Regions from separate parts of the Mus musculus genome. Here regions 1, 2, 3 and 5 are each linked to region 4. A link is a contact called in public Hi-C, HiChIP or PLAC-seq and promoter capture Hi-C data. All regions are on one chromosome and are shown on one strand. Each heading gives the region's core, a stretch centred on a gene start, on an enhancer-like site or on the middle of the called end of the contact. The rest is flanking DNA. Distances are from core to core; before and after follow the strand shown. Region 1 overlaps Scfd2 (Sec1 family domain containing 2). Region 2 overlaps Txk (TXK tyrosine kinase). Region 3 overlaps Cnga1 (cyclic nucleotide gated channel alpha 1). Region 4 holds the start of Cwh43 (cell wall biogenesis 43 C-terminal homolog). Region 5 holds the start of Tec (tec protein tyrosine kinase).

What was found. Promoter capture Hi-C pulls out the DNA fragments that hold promoters and counts their contacts. Hi-C and Micro-C count contacts between places; a contact is called where the count stands out from the background. HiChIP or PLAC-seq counts read pairs in DNA pulled down with a chosen protein or histone mark.
Region 1: a Hi-C map of cortical neurons shows a contact between it and region 4, with 2.6 times the contacts expected there. The contact joins the enhancer-like site here to the promoter of Cwh43 in region 4. A contact is called at or near these places in 1 of 39 promoter capture datasets (the HPC-7 cell line) and 1 of 484 Hi-C or Micro-C datasets (cortical neurons).
Region 2: a promoter capture Hi-C map of pre-B cells shows a contact between it and region 4, with 3 times the contacts expected there. The contact joins the enhancer-like site here to the promoter of Cwh43 in region 4. A contact is called at or near these places in 7 of 39 promoter capture datasets (the C10 cell line, the HPC-7 cell line, hematopoietic stem and progenitor cells and 3 more) and 1 of 9 other capture datasets (adipose tissue).
Region 3: a contact with region 4 is called in a BATF HiChIP or PLAC-seq map of CD8 T cells, with 5 read pairs. The contact joins the enhancer-like site here to the promoter of Cwh43 in region 4. A contact is called at or near these places in 2 of 39 promoter capture datasets (embryonic stem cells and pre-B cells), 1 of 115 datasets of contacts at active chromatin or transcription factors (CD8 T cells) and 2 of 9 other capture datasets (embryonic stem cells and liver).
Region 5: a contact with region 4 is called in an H3K4me3 HiChIP or PLAC-seq map of stem cell-derived neural progenitor cells, with 2.0 times the contacts expected there. The contact joins the promoter of Tec here to the promoter of Cwh43 in region 4. A contact is called at or near these places in 9 of 39 promoter capture datasets (the 3T3-L1 cell line, cranial neural crest, embryonic stem cells and 5 more), 3 of 115 datasets of contacts at active chromatin or transcription factors (double positive thymocytes, embryonic stem cells and stem cell-derived neural progenitor cells) and 1 of 9 other capture datasets (embryonic stem cells).

What each region holds. Positions count from the first base shown.
Region 1 is chr5:74,251,737-74,257,295 of GRCm38.p6, forward strand. All of the region lies in intron 5 of Scfd2 (Sec1 family domain containing 2), which reads right to left. Among named protein-coding and RNA genes, the nearest start is that of Rasl11b, 59 kb to the left of the region's middle. Within about 2 kb of position 1,280, at least 26 of the 459 cell types and tissues checked have an H3K27ac peak or open chromatin away from gene starts, as enhancers often do. A contact at or near this core is called in cortical neurons, where this site is marked.
Region 2 is chr5:72,707,760-72,713,257 of GRCm38.p6, forward strand. Txk (TXK tyrosine kinase) reads right to left here. Exons shown (of 15, transcript NM_001122754.2): 9 at 5,023-5,097; 10 at 2,486-2,657. Among named protein-coding and RNA genes, the nearest start is that of Txk, 42 kb to the right of the region's middle. Within about 2 kb of position 1,847, at least 26 of the 459 cell types and tissues checked have an H3K27ac peak or open chromatin away from gene starts, as enhancers often do.
Region 3 is chr5:72,632,247-72,638,212 of GRCm38.p6, forward strand. All of the region lies in intron 1 of Cnga1 (cyclic nucleotide gated channel alpha 1), which reads right to left. Among named protein-coding and RNA genes, the nearest start is that of Cnga1, 7.5 kb to the right of the region's middle. Within about 2 kb of position 4,020, at least 61 of the 459 cell types and tissues checked have an H3K27ac peak or open chromatin away from gene starts, as enhancers often do. A contact at or near this core is called in CD8 T cells, where this site is marked.
Region 4 is chr5:73,403,109-73,408,755 of GRCm38.p6, forward strand. It overlaps Cwh43 (cell wall biogenesis 43 C-terminal homolog), which reads left to right and starts at 2,970. Exons shown (of 16, transcript NM_181323.2): 1 at 2,970-3,296; 2 at 5,029-5,220. The coding sequence starts at 3,254.
Region 5 is chr5:72,865,578-72,871,256 of GRCm38.p6, forward strand. It overlaps Tec (tec protein tyrosine kinase), which reads right to left and starts at 2,871. Exons shown (of 19, transcript NM_001113460.2): 1 at 2,817-2,871.

The DNA of each region.
Region 1 (5,559 bases), core at 30-2,529, 850 kb after region 4:
AATCTCCTCTTAACTATTTCTATGTCCAAGTGACAGTGACTTTAAGTAGTGACATTGCACTTTAAGAAACAGGATCCCCCTCTGCATCTTCCGCACTGCTGGGCAGTCACTGGTGGTTGACACCATCCCCAGTCTCTTCTTCTGGCACAAGCCAGATTTTGTTCTTCCCAGAGAGGGACCCACAACAGAGAAGATGCTAACTATCACTGTGAACGGCAATCACCTGACGGTTCTGTATCCATGCATTCAACCGGCTGTGGATAAAAGATATTCTGGAAAATAATCCATCCACACTGAACATGTATAATGCTCAGGCTTTTCTTACTCCCTAAATGTTGAGTGTAACAGCTTTCTGCATAGCATTTACATTAGCCTGGGTCTAAAAAGTAATCTAGAGATGACTTAAAATACACAGGCAGCTAGCCATATGTAGGTTGTATGCAAATAGTACATCATTTTTATATAGGATAATTAATTGGGAATTTGAGAGTTTGTGTCTAGAAATTTCTGTGAATATAAACAGATGACTGTCCTGAGTTTCTAGGGCTGTTTGTTATTTCCTTTACCTAACTGATATGAATACTGGCCCTCCAACTTCTAGGTTAAAAAAAATAAATAAAGAATCTATACAGTCAACTAGAGAGAAAAAGACAGCAGATACTACTGGCCATTACCACACCTTAGGTATAACCTTACTCATACCTAATTTTGGTAATCCTGAGAAATAAGTATCATCTCCATTTTATACTCACAGAAACTGAGGTCAGAGAGGGAAGAAGCTTTGAAGTTAGAAAGCTAACAAATGGGGGCAGTTTCTGCATCTCGCGGTTATACGGTACTGTCTGTAAAAAGCACATATAGCTAGATAACTCTATAGGCCAAATGGGGGTCCCAGGATGGAGGAACTAGGAAGGCTGGGCATCCAGACTTGTGGCATTTACTAGGTGTTCGTAGCATGCATATGAGTGTCGGGGCCTGGGGCAGGGCCAGCATGAGTCCGTTCTGGCAATGGGATGGCAACTGATGGAGGCTACCAAAGTGGAGACTGTAATACGCTAAGGGAAAAGTCTCCAGCTAGAACAGGGATGGGGCAGGACCCGGAAGTCCACTCACAGGCATGGAGGGGAGGAAGAAAAATGAGCAGAGAGGAGTAAGCTGGGAAGGAAGCAAGGAACAATGGCCAAATAAGGAAGTGCCAGTGATGAGCTTCCTTTCCTGTCCAGATCTGCACACTTGGTAAAAATACACCATATGTCTCACCCTGGCACACGGAGATGTTGAGGCATACTGCTATTGGTGGGTGGCATTAAAGATACCCCTCAGGAGCCAAAAAAGAGGCCACTCCACCCTCCTGGAATAGCAACCCCCAGCCCAGCTGGTCCAGGAATTCAAACTCAGCCAGGCAGTACATATTCCAACCCAAGAGGCCAGAAAGGCTGCCCTCCACTGCTGTTCCCTGAAGAGGATTCACTGGGCAGAGTGAATGACAGTGGCATTAGCATGTGGGGAAGGGAACTGAAAGGCTGTTTGGTACTGATGGGGTTGATCAGGCCTGGCAGAGGATCCCAGGATGGTTCTTGATCACTCCCCTTACCCTCAGCCACATACCCTGAGTCCTAAGCTTCGGGGACAGATTCTGCCTATTCACAGATTACGAAATCGGTGGCTCTGGGGCTGGAGAGGTGGCTAGCTGGCTATTCAGCATGAGGACCTGAGTCCTGTATACTCAGCATCCGGGTAAAAAGCTGGGTGCTGTGGTGTAGAGCTGTATTCCCAGTGTTGGGAAGGTGGAGACAGGAGGTTTAATAAAACGACTTAAAGGAAGATGCCCAACATCAACCTCTGGCCTCTGTGTGATGAATGTGTGTAACCTCAGACCCCCAGAAATGGGTAGCTCTCTGCAGTGGCAGTGTCTCAGGTCAGGGGCTACAAGAGCCCTGTATCTGGGTTCATGGGATCTTGGTAGAGAAACCTAGCCCTAAATAAAGGCCCAGGGCCTGTCTGCCAGCAGTTTGAGGATCTCACTGTAGAAAGGGTAAAACTTCAAGATGATCCGAAGGTGACCAGGAAGGGCTTTCATGACCCCGAGTTCCTAATTGCAGCTAAAAAGGAGGCATGTGGCGGAAATGACACGGGACAGGAAGTGCTGCTGTATGAGTTCAGATTTCAGAAGGGATGCCTGGAGTCCCTAAGTGGAGGGCTTAGCCAGGAAGTGGCCAGCTGTGGCACTGGGAAGAGGGGCTTCCTATAGGAATAAGAAGCAGACACAGGCTGGGAAAGACAGGGACAGAGGACACTGCAGCTGTGGGAGGAGCGCACAGCACTCTGCAGGCAGAGACATGAACGTGCTTTCTCGAAAGGAGTGGTCAGGACCAGGCTTTCAGTTCCTATTCCTAGAAATGCTTTTTCCTTGCTGGACCAGCTCATATGTCAGTTTCCCCATGAAACCTCTTTCCTTCAGCACCCCACCCCCACCCCTAGGCACTGGATGACAGCTCTGCAGCTTTGGTTTCAGCCCTTCTCTCCAAGCATATGAGGGACACTACCAGATCCTGGAGCTGCCAGTAGAGGTAGAAGCAGACTCCCTTTCCTCAATAGGAGCTGGATGTGGCACCCGTGTGCCAAAGGGTCCTATGTTGGAGGCTTCGTTCCCGGTGTGCTAATGTTGGTAAATAATGGAGCCTTTAAGAGCGGGCCCTTAATTAAGACACTGAGGCATTGCTTTCTGAAGGGATAAATGCCAATGTGTGGGGTGATCTAGTTATTCACAAGCAAGTTGTTTTTTAAAAGCAGAATATACATGGCTTCCAGTCTTGCTTTGTAACTGCTATTGTATGTCTGTGACTGATACAACGTCTGTACGAAGCTCTCGTCAGATCTAAGAAGAAGCAGGGCCACATGCCCTGGCACTTCCAGAACTATGAGCAAAATAAAACTCAGCTCTTCGTGTACTATCCAGCATTGAGTGTTTTGTTATAGCAAAGGAAAGTTGGCTAATGCACCCTTCTCAATACAACTTCAGAAAAGCTTTCTGCTAGCTGAATTAAAGCATACGGTGTCTTCACTATGTAGTGGAGTTGTAACTACCAAGTTGTAACTATGAACAAGGCAGCATTCATCCTTAGTGACCAGAGAGTTGCCCTTGAGTGACTGTTAGAGCCATTCCTCAGGCTAGAACAGAGGAGCAGGAGACTGAGGGCCTAGGAGAGAGCATCTCACTCTAATGACCATGACTCAAGACAAGGGGACATTTTTGGAACTGTGTTAGCTATTCTGAGCATTTTGGCATGAGAATACTCTTTACTAAGTGGGACTTGTAGATATCACCAAGCTTTGTAAGGCAGCTAAGGAAATGACCCATTTTATAAAGCCATACTGCAAGAGAAAAGTGAGGGGAGGGAAGCAGAAGGGAATGTGGCATTATCTAAATAGACTAAAGACATTTTCTAAAATGGTACAAAAATAATTAAAAGCTGTGAGTACTTCAGTGAGTCAGTCAGTGTGGCTGATGCAGGAGGCTGGCTGCCCCCACTGGTGACAGGACACTGCATCTAAACAGCTCCTATTTAACAACTGCTCGGTTTGAAACTGCTTGGTTTGCTTGGTTGTGGTAGGTATGCTTTTTGCCTCTGGGCACAATATGATGCCACCTTGGAGTAGAGATTAATGTGACACAGTAGCCATGGCAACTAATAAGCACAATAACTTATGCTCTGGTAACCAGGTCTGATGGCAATGGAACTGCTGCCATACTCTCAAGTATGTCAAACCCTTCTTCCCCAAGTATACTCTTGTAGATGGGGGAGGGGAGGGTCTTAGTATACAGCTATTAGTCCCCATCATACCCCTTAGCTGCCAACAATCCTGAAAACTGCTGGATCATATGGGAAGAGAAGGTTGCATGAAAGGAGTCTGTGGTGCAGCTTCTGAGAAGTCACCATTCATGACAGTTGAGACTTTTTTTTTTTTTTTTTTTTTGTAAAGAAAAATGGAACTTAATCTTTATTTATAGGACATGACAGGGTACGAAATTCTACATAGAAATAAACTCAGAGGACAGCTTCATAGAGTATGTACAGTTTATAACTGTTCAAGTATAGTTAATGTTCAGCTAAGGCACAAAGTTGTTAGCTACATGCTGTGCTAGTCTGTGTTCTCATAAATCTCTTACTGTTTCTCTACTAAGACCTCTTTTTAAATGTGGCTTGTTACTGTAGCACTTTTTACAAAAGAGAGGGTTGAGACTTTGAGATGTGCAGTTTGGAAGTTACTCAGTGACCTAGTTAGGGTTACTACTGCTGTGATGAGACACCAAAGATAGCTTGGGGAAGAAGGGTTTGACATGGCTTACACTTCATCATAGTCCATCACTGAAGGAAGTCAGAACAGGAACTCAAACAGAGTAGGGATCTGGAAGGGGCCATGGAGGGGTGCTGCTTACTGGCTTGCTCCCCATGGCTTGTTCAGCTCGCCCTGCCCAGGGATGAGCCCACTCACGATGGGCTGGCCCCACCTCATCAGTCACTAATTACGAAATGCTCCACAGGCTTGCCTACAGCCCAATCTTATGGAAACATTTTCTCAGCTGGGGTTCCCTCCTCTTGGATGATGCTAGCCTGTGTCAAGTTGACATAAAATTAGCCAGCACATCCAGGCTCCTGTAGGTAACTCTTCGTCATCAATCTATAAATAAACCAAATAAAATTATTGCTTCACCAGGCAAGAAACTCATTGGTTTGTCCTCATGCCCTGTTTGGGGGTGAGTGGACATTAACTCACATCTCCCCAGGAAAAGATCATGCACCTATGTGGCTCAATCCATTTTATACAGCTCTAATAACTGAGCGTGTTATTTATGAAGGTCAGAAACTCCCTCCCTCACAGTTCTGCAGCCTGGAAAGCCCCAGCATCTGGTACGAGCCTTCTTGCTGTGTTCTTGCAGAGAGAACCAACTGACCCGCTCACACCCTTTTCAAGGACCTTAATCCTAATTCATGATAGAAAAGGCCCCATGGCCTCCTATGTTAATTCATGATCGAGAAGGCCCCACGGCCTCCTATGAGGTTCTTTGAGGTTCCTGCTCTTAATATGATCTATTGGCAACTCCAAACTCTCAGTCAGCCCACACCAGTGTGAAAAATGAGCCTTCAGGCCTACGATGCAGTGCAGAGGATCTGTGTGACCCATCTCTGCTTCCTTGTTCTCCTTCCAGCCCCTCAATGAGTCTAAAATAGAATCTTGTGGGAGGGCTGCTCTTAGACTCGTGGGATGGTTTTATTTTTAGCTCAGTAAGAACATTTTATTTATCAAACAAACTAATGAAATGAAAGCCTAGCACCCCAAAATACAAAATGTCCAAATGTCAATGGTACAGCAGATAAACCCTTAGGCATTGACAAAGATAATAACCACTTAAAATATTCCCAGTGGGCCTTATTTAATGGTAGGCAATGCATGTGATTTAAAGCCCATCTGTCTCATTAAGTTGTGATTAATATAATTATAGCATAATAAGTATAAGTATTACCCCTCAATACTTAGGTCAGTGTAGAGCAAAAG
Region 2 (5,498 bases), core at 597-3,096, 700 kb before region 4:
CACACACACACCAGTGAAATGGATTGCTCTTGAATTTTAAAATAGTAAGTTATCATTTTCATATTTGAGATAAGATAGATACGCATCAATCCTACCACCGGGAGCACATAGCATTTTCTTTCGACTTTATGCACTGAAAACAGGGCCTCAGGACTCTGAGCTTCCAAAGTCATCAGTATAGAATAGTGCATGCCCTGTATCTGTCTGACTTGCAGCCATCTCTTCTTCTTCCTGTCCTGTCAGCTTTAGCATCCTCACTATGGATTTCCCCAGTGCAGGTCTTAAGAGTTCCTGCTCTTTGGATCCCAGTTGTACTAACTACAACCTTTAGATGGAAAATTCCAGGCAGGCAGCAGGGAGGGCAGAATAGACTGGTGGTCATGAGGAAGAAAACAGAATTCTAAAGAGTAAAGGGATTTCAAAGTAAACGTTTAGAAGTAGCTGGAGACTAAAAATGATTCGCCAGCATGAAACCCTGTAGTATATTTGGTAATCACACAGAGTTGAAGTTTCCTATTAAAATATACTCTTAATTTAAAATAAATTTTTATTTGCATAGGTATTTTTGTCTGCACATAAGTCTGTGCACCATGTGTATGCAACAGTACGGGCGCCAGAGAGGGCTTCCGATGTTGAACTGTAGTTACAAATACTTGTTAACCACCATATGGATCCTGAGATTCAACCTGGGAATTCTGCAAGAGCAACTAATACCCATAACAGCTGAGCAATCTCTCCTGCCCCAATACCTATTTGTTTGTTTGTTTGGCAATCCAGGCTTCAACACCCCCACCACCACCAAATATTCATGAAAATAACTTTAAATTAATGTTTTATAATTTTTAAAAGATGTATCTTTTAAAAAGCAGTTGTGTTGGTCAGAAATGCTGTGAAAAGTACCTTAGAAATGTTCTTTTTATCACCCATAAAGGTAAAGTGAGAAAGAGAGACAGAGACAGACAGAGAGACGGAGAAGGTATACATTCAACATTTTTTGATTTATCTTTCAAGTCCGTAAGCATACTTCCAGTTAAGGAATGCAATTTGCATGTGTGCAAAATAATGTCAGGACAGCAAATCTCAGAATGAAACATTTTCAAGCCATAAGAACCCTGAGACTATATAACTTCATGGAAGTATTTGAGAACTGAAACATGACAAAGCATTCGCTTACGAGGGTGACTGTCAAAATGCATCTGAGATAAGACAGATGTCTATTGGAAGTAAGGCAAAGGCAGGCAAATGAACCCTCATATGTGGTTCAGTTGAACAAATAGGACCAACACTTCACACAGGCAGAGAAGCGTGTGAATAGAAATGTGTGTTCCTGTGATGTTACTTTCTCTACACACGGATCAGTCCCTGGTTAGACATTCCACAAATCACTATAGGACCACTGGTAGATGGATTTAATTCTTTTCAAGTTTTTTTAGCCTTCTTGCAAAGTTCCTCAGCTCCCGTGTCTTCCCTTGAAAGAGCATCCTGAGACACGGGAGCTCAGGACATCTCCTGATATCCTTTTCCAACTCTTCTCTTCCGTCGCTAACAGAATCAAGTTTCATGGTTCTCAATATCATCTCTGGGGAACCATTCTCAAATTCGTGCCCTCTACCCTGACCTCTCTCCAACTCTAGCCTTACACATTTACCTGACTACTTTGTCATCTTTAATTCTTCTAATAGGCTTCTCCAATTCAACACCACCACACGCACGCACGCACGCACGCAGGAATCCACCCACGCACCTGGCTCTCCCTGCACAACTTTTAGCCTGCTAGAGGAAGTCCTCTTCCTAGCAATTACTAACTGTTCCTGTAACCCTGTGGAGGGGCTCGTGACTCTTACAAATTCCTGGACTCCTGAATCATGTTAAGTTGTATTAGCTTCACAAGTCTTATGAGCCTCGGGGAACATTCCGGTCCCAAGAAAATAGCTTTACTAGCTACAAATGTAAATATATCTACCAGTTGTCCTGCAGTGAGTTATGACACGTCTCTAATACGTGTGTAGAGAAAGTACCATGACAGGAAGCAGGAACACACATTTCTACCCACACGCGTCTCTGCCTGTGAGAAGTTTTTCTCCTGTTCACTCAACTCTTCACCCTCAGAAAGTCTGATCCCTGAGTTCCCAGCCAAGGTTGTCTCATTCAAGAAGCCCCTTATCTAACATTTACTCAGCACCTACCACTAAGCTAAGCATAATATACTTTCCTTGTCTTTCTCATTGACCATTTCATTAACTCACACAGCGATCCAATGTCAGAAGTACCCGTTGTTTCCAATTGTATAGGTGAGGACTCTATAGACTTGAGGATGACATAGTTCATGCATGTCACACAGAGGTTAAGTAATTTGCCAGGGTTACACAATGTCTTGGGCAGAGTCGTGAGCCAGGTGCAGGTGTGTCTGATTCTAAAGTCCAGGTTCTGTCTGAGACTCTGAGGGGCGGGGCCGTGAGTACGTGGGGCAGGACCTTGCACTTACATCATCACCTTGGCTTCCTCAATGAAGTCTTCTTCAGACATGGAACCTTCATTGATGGCCTTGATGGCGACCGGGATATGTGCTCTCCATTCTCCTAAGTGGACAACCCCAAACTGACCACTTCCGATCTCCTTGACAAAAGCCAACTCTGATGGATCTATCTCCCACTTTTCTAGAAAGGCAAAGGACTCGTGTTAAAAAGTGAAGGAAGGATGGTTAAAGGACAGAAAGGGAGAGCGAAAGATTTCAGAATTATCCAGTCCTATCTCCTTGTTTTACATAGATGTTAAAGGTATACAGGTAAGGATCTGTAACAATATATAATCCAAGATGTCAAGGGTTAAAAGAATTGCCTGCTTGGAGACAAGAATATATAGCACTGAGACTATCAAAACATAATATTACACATATCCATGTACTTTTCTAAACAAAACTAGTGGTGGGACCTAAAGCATGGATGTCCCCAGCCTGGATTTGTTATAGTGCTAAGGGTGGGGCATTTTCTTTTCCGGAGGTACTTCCTCTTGTTGTTTCAGTTTCTCCTACTGTTCTCATTCCACTGCTAAAACACCCTTCCTGCCTTGCGTAGCCTCTCCTTAGGGATGGGTCTAATATATGTAATTGTATACATGTCCATTACCAGGCTGTTAACCAACATATATCTAAACATGTGTTTAAGGTGAAATTTGTGTTGTTGTATATTTCTCATTTCTCATAAGCAAGCCAGGAAGGGGGAGAAAAAGAACTGTTTATAAAATAATACCCTTGAAACTATGCAAGCTTAACTTTTTTAGCACCTAACTTTCCCTACAGCAACACCGCCACCTGCTGGAACTTTAGGACAATGCACTTAGCAGGATTATTAATGATGATAAGTAGTCCCCAACTCAGCAGGGAAATGCTGTTGTAAAGGTGACAGGAGAAACGGATTTATGACCTTGACAGTGGCACAGAATTTCTTGATAGAATATTATCACAGGAAAATATTAATAAACTACAACTCATAATTTTGTCTGCTTATCTGGAGAGTTGACCCTGTGGTTGAGAGTGCTTGCTGCTCCTGCAGAAGACCAGGGTTCAATCTCCAGCATCCACAAGCTGGCTCAAAACCATTCTGAGCTCCATCTCAAGGAAACCCAACTCTGTCCCTCTTCTGGCTTCAGCAGGCCTCATAAAACAGAATATCTAAATGACTGCTATACCTATTAAACCGTGGCCAAAATAACTAATCGTGAGGGATCAAAATTAAACCATAAACCAATACCGTCAAACACTTAACAAAATGGCTAAAGGGAATTTTTACCAAGGGTGAAACTATAGGCCTGGTATTCCTATACATTGCTGATAGGAGTGGAATTTGGTATAGATTCTTTGGAAAATTGATTCTGCCTAGGAAATCTCAAACATTGTGACTAGCCTTTGATGAGACAAAACTACTCTAAACTATACTTACAGCAGGGCCTAACTGAACATTTATCATCTAAACATAAACGAGAGCTTTCATAACTATAGTACTTGTAAGAGCTAAGCCTGAGGGACAACCCTAATAGCTGTGTAAAGGAGGTAGCAACCCTGACAGTGTAGCCCTCCGTCCCAGGGAAAATGAGCTGGCCACACCCAACACAGTAGACGAAATTCAAAGTGGTGAGAACAGGAAGAGGCCAGACAGAGTGTGTAGTTTCTCATTCGATTACCTAAAGTGCTCAAAACTTGGCAAAACAAAACAAAAAAACAACAAAAACAAAACAAACAAAAAAACCCACTATGCAATAGGTGTGGCTTATGCCATATTTTGTTCAAAAAAGTTGATCTTTTCCTGAAAAAGTAAAGAGCATAATTGCCAACTGCCTTGCTAATTACATAAGATCTTACATATAGGAATGATAGATGTACCCATAGCACCCTGAAGTCCTCCTTCCAACATTCTTAAACTAAGACCCTGAATCATAGTCATTTTTATGCAATATAATTCTCACTGTTCCTTGTTTCTTTCCCAATATAATCTGAGTCCTGCTAATGAGAGGAATTCAAGGGAACAGCATTTTCTACAAGTCAGAAAACAATATTTCCCTGGTTGACATTTAGTCTCACAGACGTGTAAATGTCACACCTGCTAGAAAGTGATTTGAATCTGAGGGTAGCGATTCTGTGTGAACAAAAGTGAAGCGGAGCCGTTAAACTCAACAGCTCTTTTCTCATGGAAAGCAGTCATTTCCCAGCAAACCTTGTAATCAGAAAACAACAGCCTCAACATCCAGAGAATAGTAGTTATTTATCAAAATGGGAGGATGACAGGTCCTCATAAGGCACGGTGAAATGCTAAGCTAAACCAGAACATTGCTACTGACTTCACGTTGCCCTGGGAGATGGGTTATTTCAACATCTCCAGCAAGAGATTTACATTTTTAAAGGAAACATATGCAGATAGACATTTCAAACGAACTGAGAATTTAAGGAATCTTCAGGGTGGTTCCTGGATGGATGGATGGATGGATGGATGGATGGATGGATTCCCTCAGCACATGTGTGTACTTTACCATAGCTAAAACCAGATGTGGCTGGTAAACAGCTGCCCAGGAGCCCAATGGGATAGCGGAGACGAGATATGAGACCTAAGGAGAAAGAAAAATGAGCATATCAAAGCTAGTTATTAGTTACAGTAGGAAGAAGTAGGTATACTGGAAGGTAGCACTTGCCTTTAAATAATTAGGTATAACAATTTGGTGGGTCATTATAATTCTCTAATCTCCACCTAAAAACACCTTCCTGATAGATACTCACTGTACACAAAGTTCACACAAAGTTCTCTCACAACATTTCAGTGTGCACCGATGAATTATTATCACTTTGGCCAAAAAAAAAAAAAACTTGGCAAAGCTTTCTTTGAATATTTTGGAAGCATGTATGTAGTACATACATACATTGTACACAAATTATAAATGTTTTAATATAACTTTTTCCTATCAAGCATGTAGTTTATACATACAGAGGACTATAAATAGACCCCAAAATA
Region 3 (5,966 bases), core at 2,770-5,269, 770 kb before region 4:
GAAGAAGAAGAAGAAGAAGAAGAAGAAGAAGAAGAAGAAGAAGAAGAAGAAGAAGAAGAAGAAGAAGAAGAAGAAGAAGAAGAAGAAGTTGTTGTTGTTGTTACACTTAAGCCAGACATGGTGGCACACACCTTTAATCCCAGCACTAAGGGAGAAGAGGCAGGTATATCTCGGTGAGTTCAAGATTAGCCTGGTCTACAAAGCAAGTTCCGGGACAGACACGGGGCCATTATACAGAGAAACCCTGTCTCAAAACAAACAAACAAACAAACAAACAAACAAAGAAAAGAAACTTCCCTGGTTTAGGCTAGTGGCATGATTAGGTTCCCCTCTAGGGCCCATGACCTCCCTAGCCCCAGAGAGTTGGTTAGGATTCCATCCTCAGGCCTGAATGACCCCGATTTAGTGGTCCATGAGTCCAGTTAGATACCCGTTGGTTAGCCCCAAAGTAAAGTGCAATAGTGTTGTTTTCTCCTTTTCATTTAATCCAGGGGCTAAATTCAGGGAATAGTGTGGTCCCTTGGCAAAGCAGGGCTTCTCATCTCAATTAATGATCTCACAGATATGCCTTAGGGCTTGCTTCCTAGGTGGTTTTAGGTCCACAATGTAGCAGTCAATTTAACCCACCATACACTTTCACCTACAAACCTTAAGCACTCGCTCAGTTCCTGCAGCACATCAGGTTCATTCACCCATTCTGCATACTGCAAGAACCTCCTTTCTCCCCGCCTCTCCTCACACTCTCTGTGTCTTTACTCTGCAGGCTTAATAAAGCAGGGATTATTGGCTTCTCTTTGACCCTTTCCTTCCCTATCATCAAGTCTCAACACAGTTGACTCCTACAAGGATTTTTCCTCAACTTCCATTTCAACCTGTTGGTTGGTGTTTTACAAACTCTTTGCCTAAGCTTTTAAAGGTGTTTATTCAAGCTCAATCTCATGTTTCCCCAGTCAGTCTACAAACTACTCCCTAATTAATCTTGTTTTTTTAATATTTATTTTTATCTATGGGTATGCATGCACATGCATTGGTGTGTGTGTGTGTGTGTGTGTGTGTGTGTGTGTGTGTGTGTAGTTCCAGTCCTACTCTTGTCATCTCTCTTACCCTCCTCCCTAGATGCAGTCACTATGATAAATTGTATGTTTGCTTCCAGGTCTCTGTGACTTTTTAAACATCTACATAAGCAACCACGGTATCTTTCTCTCTACATAATTCAGCAACTTGCCTTTTTTCTATTTGAAGTTGTACTTTGAAGATTGCTTATGCCAACAGAAACAGAGCCATTCAGTTTCATAATATACTATGTTTATGTTGTAGCTTACCAGAACTGCATATTTTGTTCCCTCTTCTATTTTGACTACTAATGAAAATTTGTTTTCAATTACTTTTACTATTGTGATTTTTGCTATGTAAATAATTTGAGGCATGTCTGGCTGAGGTAAGTATCCTTTTGTATGTCTCCATAGACACAGCTTTGAGGATGTGTCTAACATCTAAGTCCAGGAACAGAATTGCTAATCTTAGCTCTGTTTATTGGCTTTCATGATGGCTGTCCCATTAGACATTTGGCTAGCCCAATACAAACTTGCCACTTTCTTTTGACCAGTGCTTGAGACTGTCAAATTTAGTTTTCCTCCATCTGATAAGAGAAAGTTTTGGTAGTGAGGCATTTGATTGTATGCATTAATAAAGTTGAGCAAGCTCTCATGTTCATGAGAGCTTGGGTTGGTTTTATGTTAACCATATATTTATGCCCTTGGTCTACTGCTTTGGTTGGATTTTCTCTCATATTACTTCAAGAGCATTTTAAAATATGAATAATACACTATAGGGTAGAAAAAAGCAGAATTTAAAGTAATATTTGTAGGAATAGCGCTTTATTAAAACAATATGCATGCCCACAGAAAGGATGACCATTTCAATGTTAACTCGTATTGCATTAAGTCATGGACTCCTTGGGAGTTTTCCTGTGTTGTTCATGTTTGTACACACTGTACCCTAGTTGCACTGGTGTCACAGTAGCAAGCATAGCTGCCTTCCATATTGCATATATATATAGTTTTGTTTGTTGGGGAAAAATATTTCACAAATGAGATTCTGCTTAGCAACAAATGGCCTCTGTATAAGCACCTTTGTTTTATCTTGAGATTTTCCTTACGTATGTGTGCATGCATGTTCTGCCTACATGCATATTGGTGCACTGCATGCATGCGGAGGCCAGAAGAAGGCGTCAGATTCCCTTGAACTGGAGGTACAGATGCTTGTGAGCCACCATTTTGGCTCTAGGACTCAAACTTGGTTCTTCTGAAAGAGTAGCCAATGCTCTTCACCTCTGAGCAGCCCTTCCAACCCTGCACTTTCACTCAAAATAACGTTTTTATTTTTACTAATGCAAGAGCTATCTGTTGGCCGAAGAGAGTGAAGGTCCACTGAGAAAAGAATGTGTCCTGGCAGAATAAATACCCAACAGCCAACCAGGCATGGTTTCCTGTCTTGCCCTTCTCGGTATTTAATGGCAGGGCTGTTTCTTACTGCAGCAACATCAAGATGTTGTTACCGTCTAGAACCAGAGCAGGTTTTGCCTGCTCTACGGCAGGGAGGAAGGCACGACCTGAAACAGTCATCACCTCCTTATCAAGGATGTGGTCTCTAACCACCGGCTTCAGAAAATTACTATGAAGCCTCAACTTAGATCTTTCCGACCTCGACCTCTGGGCTCCTCCTTTTCTGAGATCCAAGTTCAGAGACTGAGATAAACACACAGACTATGCTAAGCCAGGGGCAGTGGCCCACACCTATACTCCTAGCATGCAGGAGGCTGGGGCAGAAGAGTGACAAGTGGATCCAAAGCCAGCCTGGCCTAGAAAGTGAGTCCCTGCCTCAAAATGAAAGGCTGGCATAGCGAAAATAACCCTCTGCTCCTCCCCCTGACTCAGCACTCTGGGGAGTCAAAACTGCCAAGGGGAGTAAGAAAGAAATAACGGATATCATCCCAGTAGCAGAAGCAAGCTGTAAATCCCGTGAAGAATCGTTCCAGCGCGGACACAACACGGTTGTATGTATGCCTCTCAAAAACAGATGGGTTGCCAACTCGCTAAGCCCAGTCTTATCACCGTAGGAAGAAACCCTCAATGCTTTCTTTGGAAGAAACAGTTTTTACCAAGTGAATTATTATCATGGTCATTATCACAACCTTCACAGTCCACAGAAAAGGTATAAAGTATCCACCTCAACGCAAAAATCTCAGCCAAGAGCAATATTTAGCAAAATCATAAGAGTTTGTCTCCCCAAGGTCCTTTTAAGCCAGCATTATATAATAAAAACAAACTTACACAACTATGAAGTATCAGAGAAAGTAATCATAGTACATTTTAATATTTGGTGTGTTTTTATATAAAACGCGTTAGTCATCCTTTTGTTACTATAACAAATAATACCTGAGACAATCAACTTATAGGAGAAAAGGTTTGCTTTGACTCATGACCAGGCTGAGCTATCGCTTTGAGTTCTCTGGTGAGAAGAGCAGATGGTAAAATCCAGAAGCTCACAGCCCTGAAAAATTACTCACCTCGGGCCAAGAACCATAGAAAAGCAGTCAGAATTGATCGTTTCCTTCACGAACACTCCAGTGACCTCAAACCTCCCCACTAAGCCTCATTTCTTAAATGTTCCACTATCTTCCACCAGTCTCACCCATGAGTTCTGTCCTTCGATACATGGGCCTTGAAGGGTACCCGATATCTAAACCATAGCATATAAACTATGGCCCTGGAGTGTCACCAGATCTTGCATCACCAAAAAGGTTTTCTTCAAAATCAGTATGTTTTTCTGAGCACGAGTAAACACACAGACGACACCACGCCTGGAGACCGTCTCCCTGCTCCACCTCCACAAAAAGGGAAAGGATCCAGAACCTCCAAGATTTGCTCCTTGACCTCCACAGTCAAGAGGCCACGTTTCCACTGCTTACAAATAACTCAGTCTGTGGTTATTGTAGCAGCTGAAAAACAGAGGCAAGCCCCAGGTGCCCACTTCCTGTTACACACACATGTCTATGTGCACAGGCAAATGGCCCGTTATCTCAGCATTCTGTAAAGTTCCCCAGAGTGGGGAGTTTGCTTTCTTTCCCTTCCTTTATCACGATCCCATTTTATATTAGTAATAAAGCCAAGTCAACACTTCAGTCAGGCACTTAGAACCCTAAGTACATGAAGCACAGGAAGTCCCCTGGACACTAATTGCAGATTTTATCCATCACAGTAAGTAGTCAACACTGTGTGTAACAGTTTGCCTTCTTGTGTAAGTCTATACTTATCCCCAAAGGATCGTGTTTGAAATATTTGTAATTTTGTTGAAAATAACCTGCAGATGGTATAGAACCTAACCTGTACCTCCTTAGCAGCTTTTGGGTTGGTTTTGGTTTGGTTGTTTTGGCTGGTTGGTTGGTTGGTGTGGTTTTTGTTTGTTTGGTTGGTTGGTTTTTCCTTCTTGGCTTTCCTTGACTATTTGCTGTCTCAAAGCAACACTGTATAACACTGTGTAGTGAAAGGGAGAAAAGAGAGGAAGTGGGAGGGCCAGTGGGGTAGCGCAGAGGTCAACGCACTTGCTACTAAGCCTGACTCCCTACGTTCAGTCTCCAGGACCCACTTAAAGGTGGGAGGAGAGAACACAGTCCACACCATACACATATTAATAACAATAAACTTTTTTTACTGTGCTCTTCTTTTTAAGATTTATTTATTATTTTATGTAAGCACACTGTAGCTGTCTTCAGACACATCAGAAGAAGGTGTCTGATCCCATTACAGATGATTGTGAGCCACCGTGTGGTTGCTGGGGTTTGAACTCACGACCTTTGGAAGAGCAGTCAGTGTTCTTAACCTCTGAGCCATTTCTCCAGCCCCAACAATAATCTTTTTAAAGAAAGAAAGAAAAACCAAATCCGACAGTATAGCATGTAATAGGCCGGTACTATTAATGTCGGGAGAATCACAAAAATCACCCCAAATTCAGGAGTTTGGTGCCCAATAAAGGCAATGACATTTTTGGAAGAGGAAACAGCATGGAGCAAAACCAAAATTAAAAAAAGGTAGCTAATGAGGAAAAGGCCCAGTGTCTCTCCCTTACACCCTTCCCTGCCCCCTGCTTTCTCTCTCGCTCTCACCACCCTGCTCTCCTCCCTCTCCCTCTCCCTCTCCCTCTCCCTCTCCCTCTCCCTCTCCCTCTCCCTCTCCCTCTCCCTCTCCCTCTCCCTCTCCCTCTCCCTCTCCCTCTCCCTCCCCCTCCCCCTCCCCCTCCCCCTCCCCCTCCCCCTCCCCCTCCCCCTCCCTCTCCCTCTGCCCTTTGTGTGTTGTGTATGTGTGTGCGCAGTTTTGAATCAGGGTTTCACTCTGTAGCCCAGGCCAGACTGGAACTTACCATGAAGCCCAGGCTGGCCTTGAATTGTGGCAATCTTCCCGCCTCAGTGTCACAAGTGCTGGGATTACAAGCCTGTGTACCATCCTGGGCTTCCATATCTTCATGAGTGCTTTCAGGAAGTGAATAGCAGTATACTTTTACATTTCCTCTATGGAAGCACTGACCCCTGGTACCCACGAACTGGAAGACAGAGCCTTTGAGGTTGTGATTAATTAAAAGGAAGACAGGTTGGCTCGATCTAATCTAAAGGGTGTTGTCAGGTGAAGTAGAGAGCTCACAGACATGTGAGAGGAATGATGCCGGGCAGAAAGAGCCACAAGGTGGCTACCTGCCAGTCAAAGATCACAACCTCACAAGAGCCCAAACAAATGGCAGACCCCTTGCTCTCTGGTACTCAGCCTGCAGAACCTTGAGATGATGAGTTCTGTTGTGTCAGCTGCCCAGCCTGTGGGCCTCACTTCTTCCTGAAGTCACCTGAGCATTATTTAAAGTGCCTACTAGAATGGAAACAGAGATGCATTGCAGTGTCTACAACATAATGACCAAAC
Region 4 (5,647 bases), core at 1,720-4,219:
CCTCCAGAGCCCACCTCCACAGTGACAGACACACCTCCTCCAACAAGGCCACACCTCCTAACAGTACCATTCCCTATGGGCCAAGCATATTCAAATTACCACACTCCCTAAAAGAAAAGCCTCACCTATTGAGCAGTTACTTCCTGGTCTCCCCCTTTCCCAGTTACCACCACAGTACTTTCTGCCTTTAAGGGATTCTCTGCTTAGATAGTTCATAAAAGTGAGTCCAGGCAATCACATGTGTCCTGTGATGGGATACTTTCCAGTTAGAGCTTGTACCCGTCACGGCTTCATTTCTTTTTATGACCGAATAACACTCCACCACCCAGCTACGAATCCAGCCAGTCCTGAAGGGGGACTTGAGGCTAACTCTGAGAGCACTCTGGCAGTGGATGACTGCAGAGTTGCAGGGGAGAGAGGTCAGCCTTTGCTTGCCATGTGTTGGCAATTCCCCACGCTGGAACGGAGAGTCGGCTCATTCAAAATCACCGCCCTGGGAGTCAACACTTTTTCAGACCGAGAAGATTATACACCGGAGGAAAACTTGCACTGAGTTGATGGCGGGTTTTCTATGAGATGCCATCTCGGAGTAGGATCATGAGAAGTCAATGGAAGGGCAAAAAAGATCACTCAAGCATCCCTGTCTGCTCTCTAGTCTAAAAGAGCAACCAATACCACCAACACCTTTTCTAAAACTACATCCTATTTTCACTACACTGCCCAAGGACTCCTGCCCATGGCCAGAGGTGGAAGGCCATGTGCTCATTGTATGAGTCTATCTATGCAAAACAGTAGGAAAACTTACAGATAGCTTTCAGTAAGTCAGAAGGAGGAAGCAGGGCAAACATCTCAGTAAGTGGAGATGGACCCCGACTACGCTCAGCTCTCCTTTCACTCTCTTCAAAGATATTTTATTATATTTTTTATGTGGTGTGTGTGTGAGAGAGAGAGAGGGAGAGAGAGAGGGGGGAGAGAGAAGAGAGGGAGAGAGAGGGGAGAGTGAGGGGAGAGAGAGGAGAGAGGGAGAGAGAGGGGGAGAGAGGGAGAGAGAGGGAGAGAAAGGAGAGAGAGAAAGAGAGGGGGGAGAGAGGGAGAGGGGGGGGGAGAGATATTGAGAAAGCACCAACATCTCATCAAGAGTGTGGAAGTCAGAGAGCATCTTGTTAAGAGTCAGTTTCCTTTTCAATGATGTGGATCCCAAAGATGGCCTCAGGCCGTCAAACCTAGTGGCAAGAACCTTTATCTACTGAGCACTCTCACCAGCCCTCTTTTCAGTCTTTTGAAGCAAAAATATTTCCATTTTTTTTCTTGGTTCATTTTTGTTTATTTTTGAGATGAAGGTTTGCTTTGTTGCAAAGGCAGGCTCAGACCTCCTGGGCTAATGATCTTCCCTTCAGCCTCCCTAGCTACCTCCTCCCCCCACCATAGGGGCACGCTGCTGCACCTGGCTGAAAGCTTTTAATCTCAGAGGACATCCGTTTATGTATCATTTCTCTCTTGTCTCTTACGCTTTTGATGCTGGACTGAGAATCTATTGCCAAGAGTTAAAACCACGAAGATCTATTCTCTTTCTTTCGATATTTTTTTCTTTAAAAGCATCCACGGCTTGATGTAGTCTTCTGATCTTTGTATTAGTTTGTGCTTCTGTTGCTGTGATAGAACATCACGGAAACAGTCAAGGAAGAGTTTATTTGGGTTTGCAGTTCCAGAGTGAGAGCCCATCAAAGGAGGACTTGTGGCGGGGAAGCCAGAGTGAAAACCGCAGAGAGCACATCTTCAACAGAAATCATGAAGCAGAGAGAGCAATCTGCATGTCTGGAGATGCCCACCCCCAGTGATGCTCTTCCCCCCAGGAAGGCTGTACCATCTCCCAAAACAGCGCCACCCACTGGTGACCAAGTATTCAAATATCTGTGATTGGGGGGAACGTTTTCATTCAAACAACTACAGAGCCTCTTTGAGTTGGTGCTCGAACTTGTGTGGAGTAGGGCTTCGACTTGATCCTTTCCCACTTGGGTAGTTAATTTTTCCTGTGGTCATTTGCTGGGAAAAGTTTTCCTTGTCCTGTGTAACTGTCTTGTTAAGGTTATTTAAAAAAAAAAAATCACTTGATGTCAGGTGATAGGGTTCTAGAGGGTCTGTTTTATTCTGTAAAAGTATCCATCTGTCTCTGTGCTCAAAAAGCGACCAGGAACTCTTAGTTCAAGGCTGCTGTGGATTTGTAACCACGAGCATTTTGAGCTATTTCTTAAAATTTAGGCACCCCCACCATAGTTCACTCTGATATTTACTTTGGTTTTTTTTTTTTTTTTGGTTTTTTGTTTTGTTTTGTTTTGTTTTTTGGTTTTTGAGACAGGGTTTCTCTGTATAGCCCTGGCTGTCCTGGACCTCACTTTGTAGACCAGGCTGGCCTCGAACTCAGAAATCTGCCTGCCTCTGCCTCCCGAGTGCTGGGATTAAAGGCGTGCGCCACCACGGTTTTTCTCCACTCTGATATTTACAAGCTCCCCCACTTCTGTTGGTTTTTGAGATGACACTGACAGTTCCTGAGTTGTGTTTACTACCAAAGCAAAAAAAAAAAAAAAAAAAAAAAAGGTAAGGGGTAGGTGTGAAGTCACCTTGGACTGAAGATGGAGGCTCCCATTACTCCCTGCTTCAGAGCGAGTCTCCAGCTCTCTTCTCAGACTCAAGCCCCAGCATCTGGGAATCCAACCTGCTCACCCCGATTCTCTGGTCTCCAGTTCCTAAATGCTGGGGATTTAAGTATGCACCACCACAGCATGTCTATGCAGCACAGAGGATGAACCCAAAGTCGGGTGCATTTGAGGCAAGCACTCTACAAACCTCTCTGCGTGGACTTAAATTAAATGATGGCATCGCCTGTTTGGGTTGTTCCCTTCCTCCGGGGGCGGGGAAGGGGTGGCTCCATCTTCCATGTGTTCTCTCTTAGCGGGTAGAGGGTGGGATGGGAGCCTGCAGACTTCATTCGGGCTGGGTGGCAGGTTTGGAGAACGCAGGCTGCACTAGGGTGGCATGTCCCCAGCAGCGCTGAAGGCATGGGTGGCGTCGGGCGGGGCGGCGCGCAGGTGTGCCAGGGAGGAGGTGCCGCACCCTGCCAGGACTCCTGCTGCCGCCTCAGACCCGCGAGCTACTCGGGGACACCGAGCAGGCAGACCGGGCGGACCCCGCAGGAAGCGCGGGGCGCACGCGGGGCGAGGGAACGGTCCTCTCGGCTTTCCGGGTGGTCGCAGTCATGCCAGGCCTGTGGAGAGCAATTGCCCTGGAGACCTTGCTGGGTAAGTCGAGGCTGTCCTGGCGCAAACTGGCTGGGCTTGTTCCCCGCCGGGGTGACAGAGCCGGGAGAAGAGGCCGGGCTCCGGGAATGGAGATGCTTATCTTATCTTCCACCCTGGATGGAAGCGAAGGAGACCAGACCAGATAGAGGTTCCCTGGCCCGGGTTCGGCAGCTCCCGCGCCGCCCTGGGGTTGCATGGAGAATTCTCCCTGTGTCTGCGTTGATCTCGTGCAGCCCTGGACCGTGACCTTCAAGTCTACCTCAATACAGTTTAGTATGGACTTAGCTTTCCCAAGGAAAGGTCACCTGTAGGTGAGCGCCCAGGGCAACTGTCTTTGGCTCTGCCTCCCTGTTTGAGCGATCTTGCTTGGTAGCTGCGAGTATATTAGTGTTTTTGCCAAAAAACGTGCCTGCTTCTAGTCTCCTGGGCTCATTTAGCACAAAGTAGCAAGGATTTAGTATTCTGGTTCTATGGGAGATGTATACTTAAACTTTGAGTTTAATGTACTTTAAAAGGTAAACTTGGGAAATGGCTTAGTCCTGCAGTTCATTTGGAAGCAAGCATCTTTTGGGCCTGTGGAGGGCGCTCTCCTGAGAACGAGAGTTTCTATGGGCAGTCTTGTCTCAGGAGGGATTGAAACTCTCATTTTTTTTTCCTGCCTTCCATCGGTGCCTAGTAAACTGGGAGGTGTGAAGTGAGTCACTCTGCGTTCCTCCAGGAGGCTTGATCTCATTCTGAGAACTGTGAGGTGGCCTGCAAAGGGACTTGGGAGAAAGTTAAGTGCACCGCTGAGGTCTAAGCTCCCTGTGATATTTAGTCCTGGGGCAAGCCAGGCAATCACTGAACTTTCCGGTTCTCAGAGGTTTGCATTGTTGGTTTGCCCCAACTGTTTCAGCTTTGGGGGGGGGGGGGAGGGAATAAGGTGTATACATTTACCTCCTAGGATGTGGATTATATGAGGAATAAAGTTATCTGGTTAAAACCCAGCTCAGCCTGGCACAGGGCAAACGCCGCTGCCTTAATTATCATTATTGTCTAAGATCACACAGCCTGTGCCCTGTTTCACTCCCCAGCCCTGCCCAGTGAGGGAGTTTTATGATGGTCTACTCACAAGTAAAGTCTGTTGCTTAACTAAAGGGCTCGAGGCTGTAAGTTGGGGTAGGGTGGAGGGAACACTGCTTCTTTAGTTTTATGACATATGTATGTCAGACATATGTATGGGACAAATTAGGTGAGAGTATTTTATCAATCAGAATCCTGACAGGAAGCGGGTTTCCTTCTCTGATGGTACAGCCTATGCTATCTTATTAAAGGGACCATCAACAGGTATAGACACGGTTTTCTGACTACATAATTATGGGAGATGAGGTGGTGACAGACTCACAACAGCCTGTCTGTCCTCCATCCTGCCTGCTGGGGAGGGAACTAAGTCTCTCTGTCCTCCACCCTGCCTGCTGGGGAGGGAACTAAATCAGTCTCTCTCTCTCTCTCTCTCTCTCTCTCTCTCTCTCTCTCTCTCTCATACCATGTGGTTGCTGGGATTTGAACTCAGGACCTTTGGATGAACAGTCAGTGCTCTTACCCACTGAACCATCTCTCCAGCCCCAGGAACTAAATCCTTAAAACAACCCAGTTGGTGCCAGAGGCAGGACATTCAGAGCTGAGTGGAGTGTCAGGCTGTATAGTCAGGAACTCCGCCAGACTCACATTCTCTCTTAAACGCTTTTCCTAGGCTACGTCTCCTGGTCTCTCTACCACGGACTGAGCCCCATGATCTATTATTTTCCCCTGCAAACGCTGGAGCTCACAGGGCTGGAATTCTTTTGTGTAGCCTTTCTCTCTCCGATACTCTTAACAATTCCCCCACTCTGGAAACTCGTCAATAAGAAGTGGACACTCTCTCTGCTGAGGATCGTCACTGTAGGTAAGGTTTCAGTGTCTGAGATTCTTCTGTTAGTCAAAAAGAAAATGGTGTAGACCTTTCATTGACCGAGGAACTGTTGCCTTTCAGAAGTTACCAGTTTCTTTCCTCTTTTAAGATTCTATTTTATTTATTATATGTAAGTACACTGTAGCTGTCTTCAGACACTAGACGGAGGGAATCAGGTCTTGTTCCACATGGTTGTGAGTCATCACGTGGTTGCTTGGAATTGAACTCAGGACCTCTGGAAGAGCAGTCAGTGCTCTTAACCGCTGAGCCATCTCTCCAGTCCCCCCAAAGTCACCAGTTTCTTTTCCTTACTATCACCTCAGAAAAAATTCTGTGAAATTGGAAAACCATACTGAATCAATGCATTTTTTTTATGTCTATGCCTGAGAGGGAAACATCTAAAATTCACTGAAAGAAGGAG
Region 5 (5,679 bases), core at 1,621-4,120, 540 kb before region 4:
GCCAGAAGTTCATAACCTAGAAGATACTGAAACAGTGCCTTTGAAATTTCCATCCCAGGATTCCACACTCAGCCAGTCTGCAAATTGTGAAGGGAAAATGGATAACTTCAGTTAGAAAGACTGAGATCCTGTGCATCCCTTTCCAGGAAGCTTCGAGGATTACACACACACACACACACACACAAAACCCAGGAGATGGGACACAGGAAAGAGATAATGGGGATTCCCAGGAGGCTAGTGACAGAGCAGCCTCTGAGTGACAGTTGCAATACATAAAAAAAAAAAGTCCACCTCTCCAAGTGTATGGCAAACAAGAAGGTTCATGTTCAGCTTCTTGGGGCAAATAAAGTAGAGAGAAAACCTGGTTTCTTTAAGAGAAGGCTTGGAGAATCGGTCAAGAGTTGCAGATTGAATTAATGAGAAGTACACACACACACACACACACACACACACACACACACGCCAAACAATTACTAATCCCAAGGAACACAAAAATATGTGTTTAGCTGAGCTGTGAATATTGACCTAGCCATAAATCGTGTGGCTTATCTTGATCTAGCTACTTCAGAGCCCAGATTCTGTGCCTACATATATTTAAATTTGTTTGCTCCTTCTGGTTTCCCAATAGCAACCTGTTTATGGGGTTTTGGTTGTTGTTGCTGCTGCTGCTGCTGTTGTTTTAATTCCTTCCTTTTTTTTTTTTTGCCTTTACAATGGAAATGTAATTTTCAACCTCTACTTCATGGTAGCTTTGGTCATCTGTGCCCTGAGCAGTCAAACATGCAGTCAAATTAGTAGTTATAATCTGACCCAAGTAAGGACTGGCTGACCCAGGCAGAGATTGAAAGGCAGGCCTAGGTGGAGACAAGCATGGAGATACAGATAAGGTCTACGCCCTCTCCTCTAGGTGGCTTGTGGTTGTTTTTTCCAACAAATCTCTTCTAACAGCATAATCACATGGAATGAGATCATTTTCCCATGATCAGAAGTCAATTTCATTCCTTTCTTACAGACTTGAATGCCCCGCGAAGGACCTTAATGCTTGATACGAATTCAACTTCAAAGACTCTGCTTCACCTGCTGCTCACTGGACGAGAGCAGAGCTTCTACGGGCTCTGAACAGGGACAAAGTCCACAGACACTTACTGAGAATCCACAGGGGAGCCATCAGCAAGCTGAGTATCAACAAATGATCTTCCCCAGATGGGAGTGGAGGGAGTGGGGGGGGGGTGAAGTAAATGCCAAAATCTAGTAGGATGGGTGCAGGGAAGGAAGAGAGGCACCAACCAGGGCAGCCTGGAGAACCTGTAGGAAGAGGTGTGGTTAGAGGCCCTGGGTGCGGGGCGGGGAGGGGGGGGAGCGAGGGGGGGGATAGGGGGAGGCCAGGCATTCTTCAAGAACACAAATGTGCCAGTAATTGTCCACAGTATCTCCATCCTCCTTTAAGGATCAGCTGTAGGGAGAGAGGTTACACATAGCCCCAGCCCTGTCTGTAAACAAGACCACCTTGTTGTAAGGGAATCAAGAAAACAGTGTGGCAATGCTAAACCTTGCATTCCCACCCTAGATTCTTTCCAATCTAGAAAGAGAGGGAAACTCTAGGCCAAAGATCCATGTAGGGCAAAGGTATCGCCTACTAGAGCGCTTCACTGATTTGCATGTGTTTACAATACCTGTCCCCACACAATTCCACAAACCCGAAGGCACACACCCTTGTGGGAAGAACGAGGGTGATTTACATAGGCACCCTACAGAAAGCACCCCTGAGCTGGCAAGGAGAGGAATAGTGATCGGATTCATAAGTGTATGGCGAAAAGATAGGTCTGTCTTAAACAATGAAAATGTAACTGGACGACATGGATGTTTTCAAATACTTAATGTGTAAGTTTAGCCACAGCTCCCCCCAACCCCCGCCTCGCGGAAAAAAATCAAGCTCTTCCTTATTTTGAGTCTATAGACCACAGAGCTACAGTGTCGATCACTCAGCTATTAAATCCCAAATCTTACTTAGGAGACTCGATGCTTCCTCCTACCGCGCCTCGGCTCTGTAAAAGAATTATATAGACGGGAATAGGTTGTCAGAGTTTCCTTAGAGGAAAATGGGAACTCACTGGAAAAATGTAAAACCTCTGCTTAAAGCATGCAACTATTCTGTCTGGATAGGCTCCAAACCCACTTAACCAAGCCAGCCACCCAGTTGTCCCAATTTAACACTGCGATCAACTCTTCTAACCAAATATTCCACTTTCCAAAGATAAGCCCGAATGGGACCTGGTACACAGAAACATATTCGCCAACGACAGGAAAAAGTTAAGAAATGTCAGATCCAGGGGAAATTGCACAGTCTCGGGACAAGGTCCACGTAGTTTTTCCCACTTTGATTCTTCGAGTCCCTGTTTATCAAGATCCAGATACCACTTTCCAGAAGAGAAAAATAGCTAAAGAAGTACGTGCACCTGCTCGGGCACAAGCAACTGTGGACTGTCTTCCTGGATTCGAACTTTACCGCGGGACAAGCAGAAAGAAGAAAGGCCCCCTGCCGCTCAACTGGGAAAGGAACTCAATCGCGAGTCCTCTCGGCTCAGATACCAAGTCCAAAAGGGCTCAGATCTGCAGCCACCGGGGAAGGCGCGGCCATCAGGGGAGCGCACCTGTCCCTTCTTCCTGGCCCAAGGGGGACGGGCCTCTGACCTGACGCAGAGAGTCCGCTCTCACCTCCGTGAGAAGGGTAGAAAAATCCTCCCTAATCCCACTAAGGTCAGTCTCCCGCAGGTGGAGGCCAACTCCGTGAGCGCCGAGAGTCCCTTGGTTCTTACCTTGACGGAGCGCGTGCCGAGACAAGCCAAGACAGAGCGACGTCCAAACTGCGGAGCCCGGAGCTCGGCAAGCGCTGACCAAACCCATCGGCCACGCCCACCGCCCGGCTCCTCCCTGGCCCCGCCCCCTCGCCGCGCCGCCTCTGCCCTCCGCTGCCCACAGCGCCAGTGTCCCACCTTCCTTCCGCGATTTCAAAGCCAAAGGGAAGAATCGGAGCTCGCGGTCCTGCGGCCGAAGTTCCAGGGAGCGTCTCTTATCCAGACAGACGCGGCGTGGGGTCTCTCTAAGTCCGGACTTCCCATCCTAAGAGAACCGTCCAGAAAAATGCTCCTTCGTCCCCGGCTCGGAGAGCCGGTAGCAATAGCACTTGTGGGTGGCTAAGAACCGACCTCCACTTCCGCTTAGCCCCTCGCGGGCGAAACCGGATGATGCTGTGCTCTGGGGTGATAGAAGAATGGGTGGCTTGACTGACAAGCCTGAAGCATCAGAGCCTAGCATAGGGTCACCCACTTACATTATTACTGTTGATACACTAATAATGAAAACAACCTTCAAGTTATTCACTTTAAATACTGTAAAATTCTTAGACTCCAGGAAAGAACGTGCCGTTTGTCACCTAGCTAGCTAGCTAACTGAGAAGCTGTCCTGGAAAGGCTGGGGCTGTAGATCAGTGGTACAATGTTTGCTTAACATGCACAAGGCCCTGGGTTTGATTCCCTACTTTCAAGTCTAAGTTGTCTTTGATGGTAGTCTTGAGTCTTAGCCACTGTTATCTGATCTCATCCATCCTGTACTGTCAGACAGGCATGGTGGCCCACATATTTTATTCCAGCTGAGAGGGCAAAGGCAAGCCCATTTCTAAGCATTTAAGGCCAGTCTGGTAAACATAGTGGTTTCCAGGCCAGCCAGGGCAGGGATATGAGGACCTCTCAGAAGGAGAGAGACACAGGATAGGACTGTAATGTTCATAATAGTCCATGGGAATAAAAGACTGAGTTCGCCTTTGGGATGGAGAGAGAAATTAATTTGTAAAATGCTTGCTATGCCGAAGGTTGATCAGGTAGAGCCCATGTTTTTAAAAAAAAAAAAAAAGGAAAGAAAGAAAGAAAGAAAGAAAAAGGGAAGAGAAAGAAAGGAAGGAAGGAAGCTGTTTTTCACCTGTACTCCAGAGCTGGAGGCAGAACCAAGCATAGCTTGGCCAGTCAATCTAGCCCAACTGGCCAGCTCCGGGTTCCATGAAAGACTTTATCTCAAATAATATGGAAGAGAGCAATTGAGAAAGACACTTAGCCTCTGACCTCCACAGTGGAGCCTTTACATAGGGAGAAAACCAATATACCGGTAAGCAAAGAAACCATTTCACAGGTGAGAAATGTCTTGGCTGAAATAAACTGGGGTAATGAAAGAGAGATTGATGAGGAAGGAGGACTTCTCAAAGGAGGACTCTGTGGAGCTGAGGTTGAACAGTGAATCAGGCAGCCAACCTGAAGACGACGCTCGCGATCACGTGTGCAGTCACGTGTGCAGTAAGACTCCTCCCCGACACGGCTCAGGACTTAAAAGCAGTGCCTCCCTGTGCTATTTCTCCTGTGATCATCTTAATGACCCGAGAAGTCAGCTGACAAGATTCCATTTGACAGGGAAAGAACTAAGAGCAATTTAAAGGACTTGCCTAAAGTCATATAATTAGGAAGGGGCCGGGAATGGGAGGAGAACGCAGAACTGAACCAATGATTCCTGACTCCAGTTCCTCTCCTCCCGGGAAGGCCTCCAGTGTAATGAGCCAAGCTCTGAAGGAACCTTCCCTTTTCTCTCCTGCCTCTCATTCCCTTCAAGAGCTTATTTCCCTGCCATGCAGAGAGATGTCCCTGGGGGAGCAGGGGCTTGAATCTGTGAAACTGTATGTAAAAGAGTAGAGGCACATGTGCGTGCAGAGAGCAAGTTACTGCTACCAGTACTGCAGTGAGTGAGTGTGTGTGTGTGTGTGTGTGTGTGTGTGTGTGTGTGTAGAGTGTAGACTCGGAAGCTTATCATATTGATACCACTTTAAAGGACCTGATACTTCCTTTTTTTTCTTTTCTTTCTTTTCTTTTTAAGAACTATGATACTTTCCTGTCACATGGTCTGCTACCCCTGGGTGACCCTTGTGCCTCATATTCTCAACTAAATGGAATGATGCTTTCTTAATGTTAATAAAGTTGAATATAAAATGGGCATTTATATACATTTCTTGGAGCCCATGGTCTCTCTTCTTGTTGGGTATTGCCATAACATCTATAAAATTGTATTTATTTAAATGCTAGATAACCCTTTTTAACCCATACGTAAATTTCACGTGGCACATAAGAAACATACAGAATCTGTCTGAAAAGTTTGTACATAAAGTGGTGTTTGTATTTGGAGTTTCTGACACTCCTAATTTGGACATCTCTGCCTCCCTTTTGTGACCTTTCACCTATCCAAGGACTCTGCCCCTCACCTGACCATGTATTCATTGAATGAATAAATGATAATGATAACAGACAAGGACAGTATGGTCTACAGAGTGAGTTCAAGGACAGCTAGGGTTATACAGAGAAACCCGGTCTCAATAATAATAAATAATAATAATAACAACAACAATGGTATTAGTCTTGTACAGAGCATCTCCACCTATGTGAAGAGTACCTCATTGCAATTATATGACATGTCTGCTTCTTTCCAATGTGTATCAAAAGTAGCTACTTCTTTGGGACTCAATACATAGAAGGAAGGGAAACTGTTGAATGGTAGACACAAAGTTATTACTTATGCTACCAAGAACAGTTGCTAGGCTGGAGAAACGGCTAAGCAGTTAAGAGCACTGGATGCTCTTCCAGAGGA